3 separate regions of the Mus musculus genome follow, and regions 2 and 3 are each linked to region 1. The links are chromatin contacts, called in public ChIA-PET maps. All regions are on one chromosome and are shown on one strand. Each heading gives the region's core, a stretch centred on a gene start, on an enhancer-like site or on the middle of the called end of the contact. The rest is flanking DNA. Distances are from core to core; before and after follow the strand shown.

Region 1 (3,112 bases), core at 425-2,924:
AGAAGTAGCTTCTTTCAACTGCACCTCAGTTATATGCTGGTCTGAATACCATCACTAGCCAGCTAGTGAGCTGGGACAGTCGCTTAACCTCCCGAAAGCCCTTTTCCTATTTACCAAAGGAATTTTCTAAAGAGAGGCACCATTCATCAAGAACAGTCTAGAGTCCTATGAGCTTAAAAGACAAAAGGCTGTTTCAACTGGACTAGAATCTAAAAGTCTTCGAAAGTTTTTTTTTTAAAGCATAAAATCTAAAACTGCCATCCAATATACATTGGTCAACTGTAACATTTAAAGTACTATGGTGGACAAAAATACGTAAAATATCTCTCTCTCTCTCTCTCTCTCTCTCTCTCTCTCTCTCTCCATCCATCTATTGTGATCACGCGCGCACTCACGAGCACACACACACACACACACACTTGTATAGGGCAGGCAACCTAAGTGCCAGGAACAGACACAAGGGCATCATTTAAGACACACCTGGGCAGTTGGCTCATCTGGCAATGTGCTTGCCATGGATGCATGAGAACCTGAATTCAGAGCTTCAACACCCATGGGAAGGCTGGTACAGCAAGACACATATTTAACCTCATTGCTGAAGTGAAGGAGGGATGAGGGAGCTAGCAGATTGCTGAAGCTGGCCAGCCTCTCTAGCTAAATCAATGAGCTCTGGGTTCACTGAGAGGCCCTGTCTCAAAAACAAGATGACAGAGGTCAACCTCTGACCTCCAGAGGCATTCAAACACATGTGCACTCACACCTGCACATACACATACATGACACCACACATATAACACACACACATACACACACATGGTAATAACTAGATAGGAAGTCTCAAGTGAAAATATTCCCTGTTTCTAAAAAATACCTTATGTTCACACACAAGACCTGGACAAGCTTCACCTAGGCCAAATAAAATCTGTTCATATTTTTCCTAATGAATTTTTGGCATGTAAATAATTGTGGGATAATTCTTGTTGGCGGTGATGTTGATGACAGCATATTTAAACTCTTGAATGGTTTTCCTTAGTATTCCATAAACTCAGAGAGAACGCCATCCAATCATTCTCTTTTTTAAAAAAAAAAAACTACATAATGAACACTATTTAAAGTCACTACAATGGGACTTTCCTCATTTTAATCTGAGCTCAAAAATTTTGAAAGAGCTTTTTATACCCCTCCACATGGTATCCAAATTTTCCTAATCAAGGCTCAATGATAGCCACACACGAAGAAATGTAAAAAACCAAAACACAGGTTTCTTCATCAAATAAACTTGTGTTTTCTAGAAAGTGAGTCATTCAGATACTTCTAGACTCTCACGGACTTTGGGAAAAAAATAACATTTCTTTTTAATTAAGCTGTTCACTATTAAATATGTAACGTGTTAAAAATATAACAACATTTTTTAAAAAGGCAGCTGAGCACAGAGGTGGATGAGTGATGACTGAGAAGGAAAGACACGCTTTGATGGAGTAGTAACATGTAACAGAATGCCTTTCATACAGCTGGGGAAGGGATAAAGGCAAAGGAACAATGGTAAGAACAGCAGAGATGTCTTATCAGAATTGGTGACAGGGACTCAGAGCAATGAACATGGGCACATGTCAATAACATGCAGATGACAACAGAGGAAATACCCAATCGGTTAACCCACACATCAAAAACAAACTCAACCACAAAACTTCTGCCCTCAGAGCAGTAGTAAGAAGCACAAGCTCCTACTCTAAGCAGTTCACGCTCAGCAGCCTTTGAGGAAACGGTAAAGCAGACCTGTCTGAGGGAAGGGACTAAGGCACTATCAGCCGCCGCCATCTGGAAATCACTCCCATAAACCCAGAAGTCATGAGGCACCATCTGGTACTCTCTTCAAGCAAATACTTACAGAACTCCAAGGGTACCCCTTAGACCAGGTGTGGTGCCAGGCTGCTGTGAGTTACAGGGTACCACAGCATGAACAGGACCCCAGATGGGCGCCAGTGGTTTACAGTGGGGACACATAGCATTGGGGTCATTTGAATGTTTTCAATCACCATGAGGACATTTTGGCAGCTCTGCTAAACAGGACAGACTGGGTTAAGAAAGAATTGTCCTACATACTGCAAGTCTTTCAAATCTTCCACCAGTCTCCAGCTAATGTGTTTGTGAGGAACCTACAGCCTTTTCCATTTTACTTATAGACTAGTGAACTTCTTGCATAGTTTTATATATATTGCATTTTTTTTTCAAAGAATGCAATTTTCTTAACTGAGGAAGAGATATATTTTGCATGGTATAGAACTGTGTGGAGAGTTGTTTGCCATGAGGGAAACTTGTGTCCACAATTCATGATGTTTAAGCTACGAACACAGCACACCTACACAACCTACATGTACAGATGTATGACCATCTATGGTCACTTTGTGTGTTTATGTGTATAGTTACTTAGAACTCATGTCAAAGCTTCAACTCTCAATACAAACTCTTGCCAACACTGATTTACTTACCATTAATCCAAACCTGTTCATTATGAGACCATCTAAATGCCTGAGGGACCCGAACATCACACTGTACTCTAGAGCGCAATCAAACTTTCATACAATAAAATGCTTAAAATACCATTGCCATTGATGTTACAGTTATGGCTATCTAATCTTTTAAAACTATGTATAGAATTAAGGCATCTACTACATTTCAGAAATAAAGAAGGCTTGCAGGACTAGATTATAAAGGGGCAATGAATCCACCAGGGTTGGCAACCACGACCCAAGGGACATTAGAGAAACTGTATGGTCTCCAGTGTTCCTACAGAGAAAGGCAAAGTGCAAAGGCATGGATAAGAGGGGGTAGCACTTTAAAAACAAATCCCCTGCTCATGATCATTAGATGGAAATACAGTAGCTCTGAAAAGGGTTCCACTTTTGGGAACTCCTCTGTCACTGCAAAGGGTAACTAACACTCTACTATGTCCCTTATCCACCTGAGTCAGGCATCACCACCTGTCCTTTCACAGTCAGGCTGAGAGCCTCTCTGTCAGCTCCTATGGATCTGGTGCTTCAGTGTGATGATCATGTGTCAGAATGAAGAGTAGCAGACAAAAGATGGGGGGAAGAATCCTGAATCTACAGGT
Region 2 (3,214 bases), core at 346-2,845, 71 kb before region 1:
GCACAGGCATGGAAATCAGAGTTTGGGTTCCTGGCACCTTGGATGTGGCCACGGGCATAGCTTTAACTTTAGTATTGTTGGGAGCAGAGACTGAGGAATTTTTGAAGCTTATTGGCTGCCAGTCGAGCTTCAAGTTCAGTGAGAAACACTGTCTCAAAAGATTAAGGCAAGGACTCCCTTCTCTGTTCTCTGTACACACAGAGACATGCATAACAACCTATCTCTCTCTCTCTCTCTCTCTCTCTCTCTCTCTCTCCTCCCCCCTTCCATTCCCCCCAACATAAATACACGATGAATCATGTAATAGCTAGCTTCAAGAATAAATCTTGAACCTCTCTGACTACCAGGTCACTGTCCAGTATACATAATTGACAGATGGTCCTGTTTAAGCTCATCAATTCTGCAGTAGGATACAAAAGTCCTCACTCTGATGTTAACAGGGTAAATATACTTTTGTTTTAGTGACCCAGATCTGGCCATGTTGATGCCATGTTGATCTCTTCTATACCTTTGCTTCTGAGGAGCATACACTTTCAGAAGGGCCTCCTCCTCAGAAGCCTGACAGCCACATCTCCCTGTCAGCTGCTACTCCTGACCTGAGGTAAATGGAAAGGAAAAGGGTCCTGACCACTCAGCACAGGTCCCAGATTGCCTCCTGGTGCACTCACTAAATGAGCCTTTTGCCGACTCCTGCAGCAGGACAGGTTGTTGCTTCCTGAGGTGAGCTACTGAAAGACAGATGCATGTGAGTCACATTAATTGGAACCTCTTGTCACAGGACAACAGTGTTTCCATTTCTCTGCGGGAGCCTGTTTGCTGCTGTTCATGGGATCTGGCATGTGTGGGGACCTCAACTATGGCTGCCTATCCCCCCACCCCCCATCTACTTTCTTTGCCTACTTTCCTACTGCAAGCAATTTTAATTGAAAATTGTGTGCAACATCCACATTCAGTTTCTTCCACTTCTGGCAAATCTTGCCCAGAAGAGGAAAGAAAGACAGAGGAGACAGATTTGAGGAGTGCACATTTGTTCCTGTACTTTGCTCTTCAGATTGTCCAAATGTTTGCTTATTGATGATATACAACTTGCTCTATATAAAAATAAATATTCAAGAGACAGCATGAACAGCTAAGGGGAGTGTGCATTGTAAGCAGAGACAAGCATTCTGCTCCATCAGGCCCCTAGGTACGCACAACTGTGTTAGCTGGGCCTGCAGTGGAACTGTATCTACGAATACGCAGCATTACTGGTTTCCAGAAGGTTGGGGAACACAGAGATTCAAGAGGCAGGATGGAGATGAACATGGGGTTGGGGGGGCGGGGGCATGGGCAGATGGGTCACAGCTTGCACGTTGAAGCCACCTGGGCCATCGCACTATGCTGGCTCTGCAAACAGCCTTGCCGATTTCTTTCGAGAAAGCATTATCCAAGAAGCATCTCAATTAGAGGTTTCAGTGTAAAGCTACACAAGGCTGGATACAAACGGGGGCCAGGTTTCCTTTACTTCTCAAATAAGAATGAAAAGGATGAGCCAGGCATGGCTGCGCACACTTTTGATCCCAGCACTCGAGGGGTAGAGATCTCTGAGTTCCAGGGCAGCCTGGTCTACCAAGCAAGTTCCAGGAGAGCTGGGGCCACAGTGAGAAACCTGGCCACAGGAAACAAAGCAAAAAAAGAAAGGAAAAGGGGAAAGAAGGAAAAAAAAAAGAAGGAGAAAAAAAGGAGGATCGTTTTTTAGTGGTTTCTATATCCAGAGACAATATTACTTTTCTTGTGGTTTTTTTTACATCCTGCATTGACAAGAAAACACACTTAGGTGTTCTTCCCTTTCCTTTTACACAAGTAACCATGGTAATGTGGCACATGTGAATGTCTGCACTCTTATCAAAGCAGCTTAGTGTCAACTTTGCACAGTGTCATACAGTTCCCAGAAGCGGTTACGACAGCTTGAGTACTGATGGACTTTCAGATACTATCTCAGCGCTTTTCCTATTGCAAAGTAAGGTGTGGTTGATACCACATACATCTGCCACATTGTGTATTTGATAAATGACTATAGGAAATATTCATCTATGCATAACTGCTGAGTCAAAGAGCATTTACATCTGCAGCTGGAGAAATAATCTTTCTCTCTCTGTTTCTGTCATGTCTCTGGGTTTTGTTTGTTTGTTTGTTTTGTTTGTCTGTCTGTCTGTTTTGGTTTTTCGAGACAGGGTTTCTCTGTGTAGCCCTGGCTGTCCTGGAACTTACTTTGTAGACCAGACTGGCCTCAAACTCAGAGATCCGCCTGTGTCTGCCTCCCGAGTGCTGGGATTAAAGGCTTGCGCCACCAGCCCAGTTTTTTTTTGTTTGTTTTTGTTTGTTTGTTTGTTTTTCTGTCGTGTCTGTGTGTGTGTCTGTCTGTCTGTCTGTCTATCTGTCTGTCTCCCCCCCCCCCAATTTACCTTTTCTGAATAATACTTGTTTCTCTGGCACAGTTTACTACCAAGCCTTTTGTCCTTTACCGAGCCCACCAGTAAAACTTCAGAATTCAGTAGAGCTTTGTTCTTCTGTACATTTGTTATAAATGGACTTCCAGATCCTGTTGCCTGGTTCCTTGGAGGCTGACCCTCAGGACAACATAACATGGCTTCTGTGTCTGGGAGCTCCGGTATGTGGCCTCGGGTATTTCTTGCCCACTCAGATTGTTTCCATTTCTACTGTTCAAGTGGCTCCATGGCTCCGAGATCACAGGTCCTATCCTCCCCTGTCTCAGCTCCCACTAGTCCAGCGCCTGATCCTCTACTTGGGTTTCAGACCCAAAAACTGTAGCGGGCTCCTGCTCTGTTGGTTTCTGGTGATCACACTAGTCTGTCTTCGACCTTCGTGCACAGCTCTAGATTTGAATCATTTGGGGGAAATGTGAGCTGTGTTTTTGTCTGACAGAGACAACATACCCTCCCGCAGTCTACTTTTCTACTGGGCTATTTTCCGTTACATTTTCAGCTCACAGAGGGAAGAGGTCAACACTCGAAGGCTCGAAGACTGTGATGTCCCAGAAGGCTGTGATGTCACGGGGCTTATTACGCAATCTTTTTTTAGAATTATTTCAATATACTGAAATTTGTCTACTATCTATAGCTTTTGGTTTTATAACACATTTAGAAAGAGAACAAAGAGTCTGCAAAAGCACAATAAATTCAAGGGAGGGAAAATACACCTGGAACTGAATCCA
Region 3 (3,281 bases), core at 474-2,973, 120 kb after region 1:
TTTCAGGCTGGGGAGGAGAGGCTACAATAGGGGTTTTGGTTTGGTTTGGTTTTTGGTATTTGGTTTTTGGAGACAGGGTTTCTCTGTATAGCCCTGGCTGTCCTGGAACTCACTCTGTAGACCAGGCTGGCCTCGAACTCAGAAATTTGCCTGCCTCTGCCTCCCAAGTGCTGAGATTAAAGGCATGGGCCATCACTGCCCGGCTGATTATAGTTTTATTCAAGTTTTCTACTTCTTCATGTTTGGTGTCAGTACAGATTTTTGTTAGGTTCTGGGAACTAATCAGTTGCACCCAGGTACCTAATTTCTTGGCAAAGGATTGGATCACAGGATCCCTGCCTAATCTTTTCCATTTATAAGTAATGATGTTCCCATTGAGCAAGCTCCCTCTCTCGCCCCTGCCCCCTCCCTCTCTTCTCACTCCTTCCTCCTCAGCCTCTACGGAGCCAGGGTGTTAACCACTTTGATTTTTTTTTCAAAGCTCTACCACTTGGTTTCATCATCGAGATTTTTTTTTTCTGTCTTGATTTCATTTACAAAACCTAGCTCAGTTTTCTTTTTAAATTATTACTAATTCTCTCCTGCTTGCCTTGTGTTTTGTAATTGTTACGTTGTTAAGTAAGAGCACGCGGTCACTTCTGTTGCTTAGTTATATAAAGTTTTCCAGCTACCCCTTCCTCCAGCAATGTCAGGCTTTATGTCAAGCCCTAGTCCCACATTAGACTAAGCCTGTGTGTGCTCGTCAGGAAAGAGAAGACCTCAGAACTTCCTCACAGCCTGCCTGAGAGCATATCCCCCCTTTTCTTTTTTATGAGACTCTGAGTCATTAGACACAGAAATGAAGTTTCAAGGTTATTGTTGAAGAACATACCATGATTCCCATAGTTAATTACTTCCATATTAACTGGGTTTTACAAATCTCTGATGTATTCTTTCTCTGGTTTTATTATTCTAAGCTTCACATCTGGACTTCTCACAATGCCTGACTTTTATAAAAGGAATGAGTCGTGTAATAAAAAACACTGTTGTGGGCACACTGACATTCAAGCCAATGTTTGATTCTGGGGCTTTGCTTCAAGGCTTGCTGAATGCTGTGGACTCTGTTCTCTAAATGTGCACATTTCTTCCATGCATTAAAAAACAAACTAAATTATTGCACATAATTGAAAGCAACTCCATGCTTTTCTGAAATTGTGTAACTCTAGATGTTTCACTAGATCATGCACCCCATCTCTCCAGCCAGTACAAATTCATCCAAATTTTACTGAGTAGCCTATAAACCCTATGAAATAACCTGTCTCGTCCTGAACACGGGCAGCGGGAAAGTGACCAATCAGCCCAGAGCACTGGGAATTAACATCCTGGTCTGCTCCTTTCCTGTTCTTTCTATAGACCAGGCTGCAACCCTTGAAGTGATTCCCCAGAAATGCTGCACCAAGGACAGCATTGGGATGAAGAAGACAATGTGCGTGGAGTCTATCTCTATAGCCTCACATTTATATAGAAAGTTCCAGGGCCACTAGAGCTAGAATACCTGGTAGATGCTACTGCTATCTAACCCTTCGGTCTTTATTTTTGTTGGAAGATTTTATTCACTACTTATTTATTTTGAGAAAAGTCGACCGTCGTAGGAAGAGGCTTCTAGGAACCTAAGCTACTGTGTTCAGAGGGTGTCTCTCCTCACAGCCAGGCCACACCGCTGATTCAGCAGGAACAAAGCATGACTGTCAAACACAGTGGTCAGCAAATGGACTGTGCATACCAGATCATCCCTACGGCAGCTACCCAGAGCTGTAACATAGATGTGACATGAAGTCAGAGAGCCAAGTTTAGACACTAGCTCCGTTCTTTATTAGCCTGGACAAGACAGCAGGGAAGTCACTCAGCATCTCTACGAAGGCCTCAACTTTCCATCCATAAAATGGGGATAACTGCATCATTAATCTCATAGGGATGATATGAAAATATGTAATACCAGTCAATGTGCATAAAGCAATTAGTATCTGTTGGCTGCTTAATGTGTGTTCATTAAATTAATATATGAGCAATTACATACAAAGGTCAGTACCATTTTGCGAATTTAAACAACTGAAATAATTCATCCACTTCAGATCACTTTAAAGGAATTGCAAGGTTTTGTGAAAGATGTATAAATGGCCAAAGGTCTGTGTAAAATGATTGGGAACCTTAATTATAAAATGCAATCTAGGGTTGAAGGTACAGATCAGTACTAGAGCTAGCACATGTGGGACCCGGGGTAGACTCAACGCTTAAAGCAGGGAGAGGAAAGGAAAGGGAGATTGGGGTTAACTAAAACCATCACAAGCTATCACTGCACGCCTGCTCCATGCAGTTCAATTGGAAAGAGAGACTCTATGAAGTGTTGGTGAAAAAGTAGAAGACTTGGCAACCTCACGCGCTGCAGGTGGGAATACAAAATTGCATAATCACATTGGAAAATGGTTTGGCACTATTGTGTTAATTGAAAACTACACTTATTATATGCCCAGTGATTTCATTACTGGTATTTATGTGAGCACAATAAGCCATATGTCCATACAGAGACAGTAGCTTTGGCCACAGTTCCTAATCACTGGAGAGAATACAGATGGTTATTGACAGGTGACAAGATATACAAGCTATGCCAGACCCTTACAACTGCCACATTCTGTAACAGCAGGACAAATGGCAGTGGGAATGAGCCTTAGAAGTCATTATATTAAGTGAAGTAAGCCAGAACAGAGATTCAAAAATAAGCTAACTAATCTAGAAGCCCGATGCAGATCACTGATTACTATAGCCAGGCATGGAAAGATTGTCACCAGAAAGAGATCTGGAAACTTGAAGGTGATTGAATGTTCTAGATATTGGTAGTGGTGGTGGGCGTGGTCATGGGTGTGGTTAGTGGTATGGTATGGACATTTACATGCCCATTTAAATACAGAGTTAAGTTTATTAAAAGACAAAGGCACCAAGACAACAGGATCATTTAGACAGTGAGAAGGCAAATAGAAGATAAGCAAGAACCAACAACTTAGACACTTACTGAAGCCTTACATCAGCCGGGAAAACTAGAGATGCAGCCATGTGGATCCCAGCGGTGTCTCCTCCATGGCTCACTCTCCTGTTACTCAATGAGCTCTCACAAGCTCTCCTGCTTGCTTTCTTCTCTCCCTTGACATATCTGGGGGACAAGAAGTAGATGTACCAGGGTACCCCAGACTGTGATTCCTGCTTTCCAGCGTTCATGCCCTGTAAGATCTGTTCCCCTGGAGCGTGAG

Evidence for each region. ChIA-PET counts read pairs in DNA pulled down with a chosen protein or histone mark.
Region 2: an RNA polymerase II ChIA-PET map of memory CD8 T cells shows a contact between it and region 1, with 9 read pairs. The contact joins two enhancer-like sites. A contact is called at or near these places in 2 of 484 Hi-C or Micro-C datasets (Sertoli cells and cortical neurons), 1 of 115 datasets of contacts at active chromatin or transcription factors (memory CD8 T cells) and 1 of 9 other capture datasets (adipose tissue).
Region 3: an RNA polymerase II ChIA-PET map of memory CD8 T cells shows a contact between it and region 1, with 6 read pairs. The contact joins two enhancer-like sites. A contact is called at or near these places in 4 of 484 Hi-C or Micro-C datasets (the HPC-7 cell line, forebrain, lens fibers and 1 more), 2 of 115 datasets of contacts at active chromatin or transcription factors (embryonic stem cells and memory CD8 T cells) and 2 of 9 other capture datasets (liver and pancreatic islet).

The regions. Positions count from the first base shown.
Region 1 is chr1:179,239,142-179,242,253 of GRCm38.p6, forward strand. The region is part of intron 5 of Smyd3 (SET and MYND domain containing 3); the gene reads right to left. Among named protein-coding and RNA genes, the nearest start is that of Gm31349, 87 kb to the right of the region's middle. Within about 2 kb of position 1,675, at least 17 of the 459 cell types and tissues checked have an H3K27ac peak or open chromatin away from gene starts, as enhancers often do. A contact at or near this core is called in memory CD8 T cells, where this site is marked.
Region 2 is chr1:179,168,001-179,171,214 of GRCm38.p6, forward strand. All of the region lies in intron 5 of Smyd3 (SET and MYND domain containing 3), which reads right to left. Among named protein-coding and RNA genes, the nearest start is that of Gm31349, 160 kb to the right of the region's middle. Within about 2 kb of position 1,596, at least 33 of the 459 cell types and tissues checked have an H3K27ac peak or open chromatin away from gene starts, as enhancers often do. A contact at or near this core is called in memory CD8 T cells, where this site is marked.
Region 3 is chr1:179,361,253-179,364,533 of GRCm38.p6, forward strand. All of the region lies in intron 5 of Smyd3 (SET and MYND domain containing 3), which reads right to left. Among named protein-coding and RNA genes, the nearest start is that of Gm31349, 35 kb to the left of the region's middle. Within about 2 kb of position 1,724, at least 15 of the 459 cell types and tissues checked have an H3K27ac peak or open chromatin away from gene starts, as enhancers often do. A contact at or near this core is called in memory CD8 T cells, where this site is marked.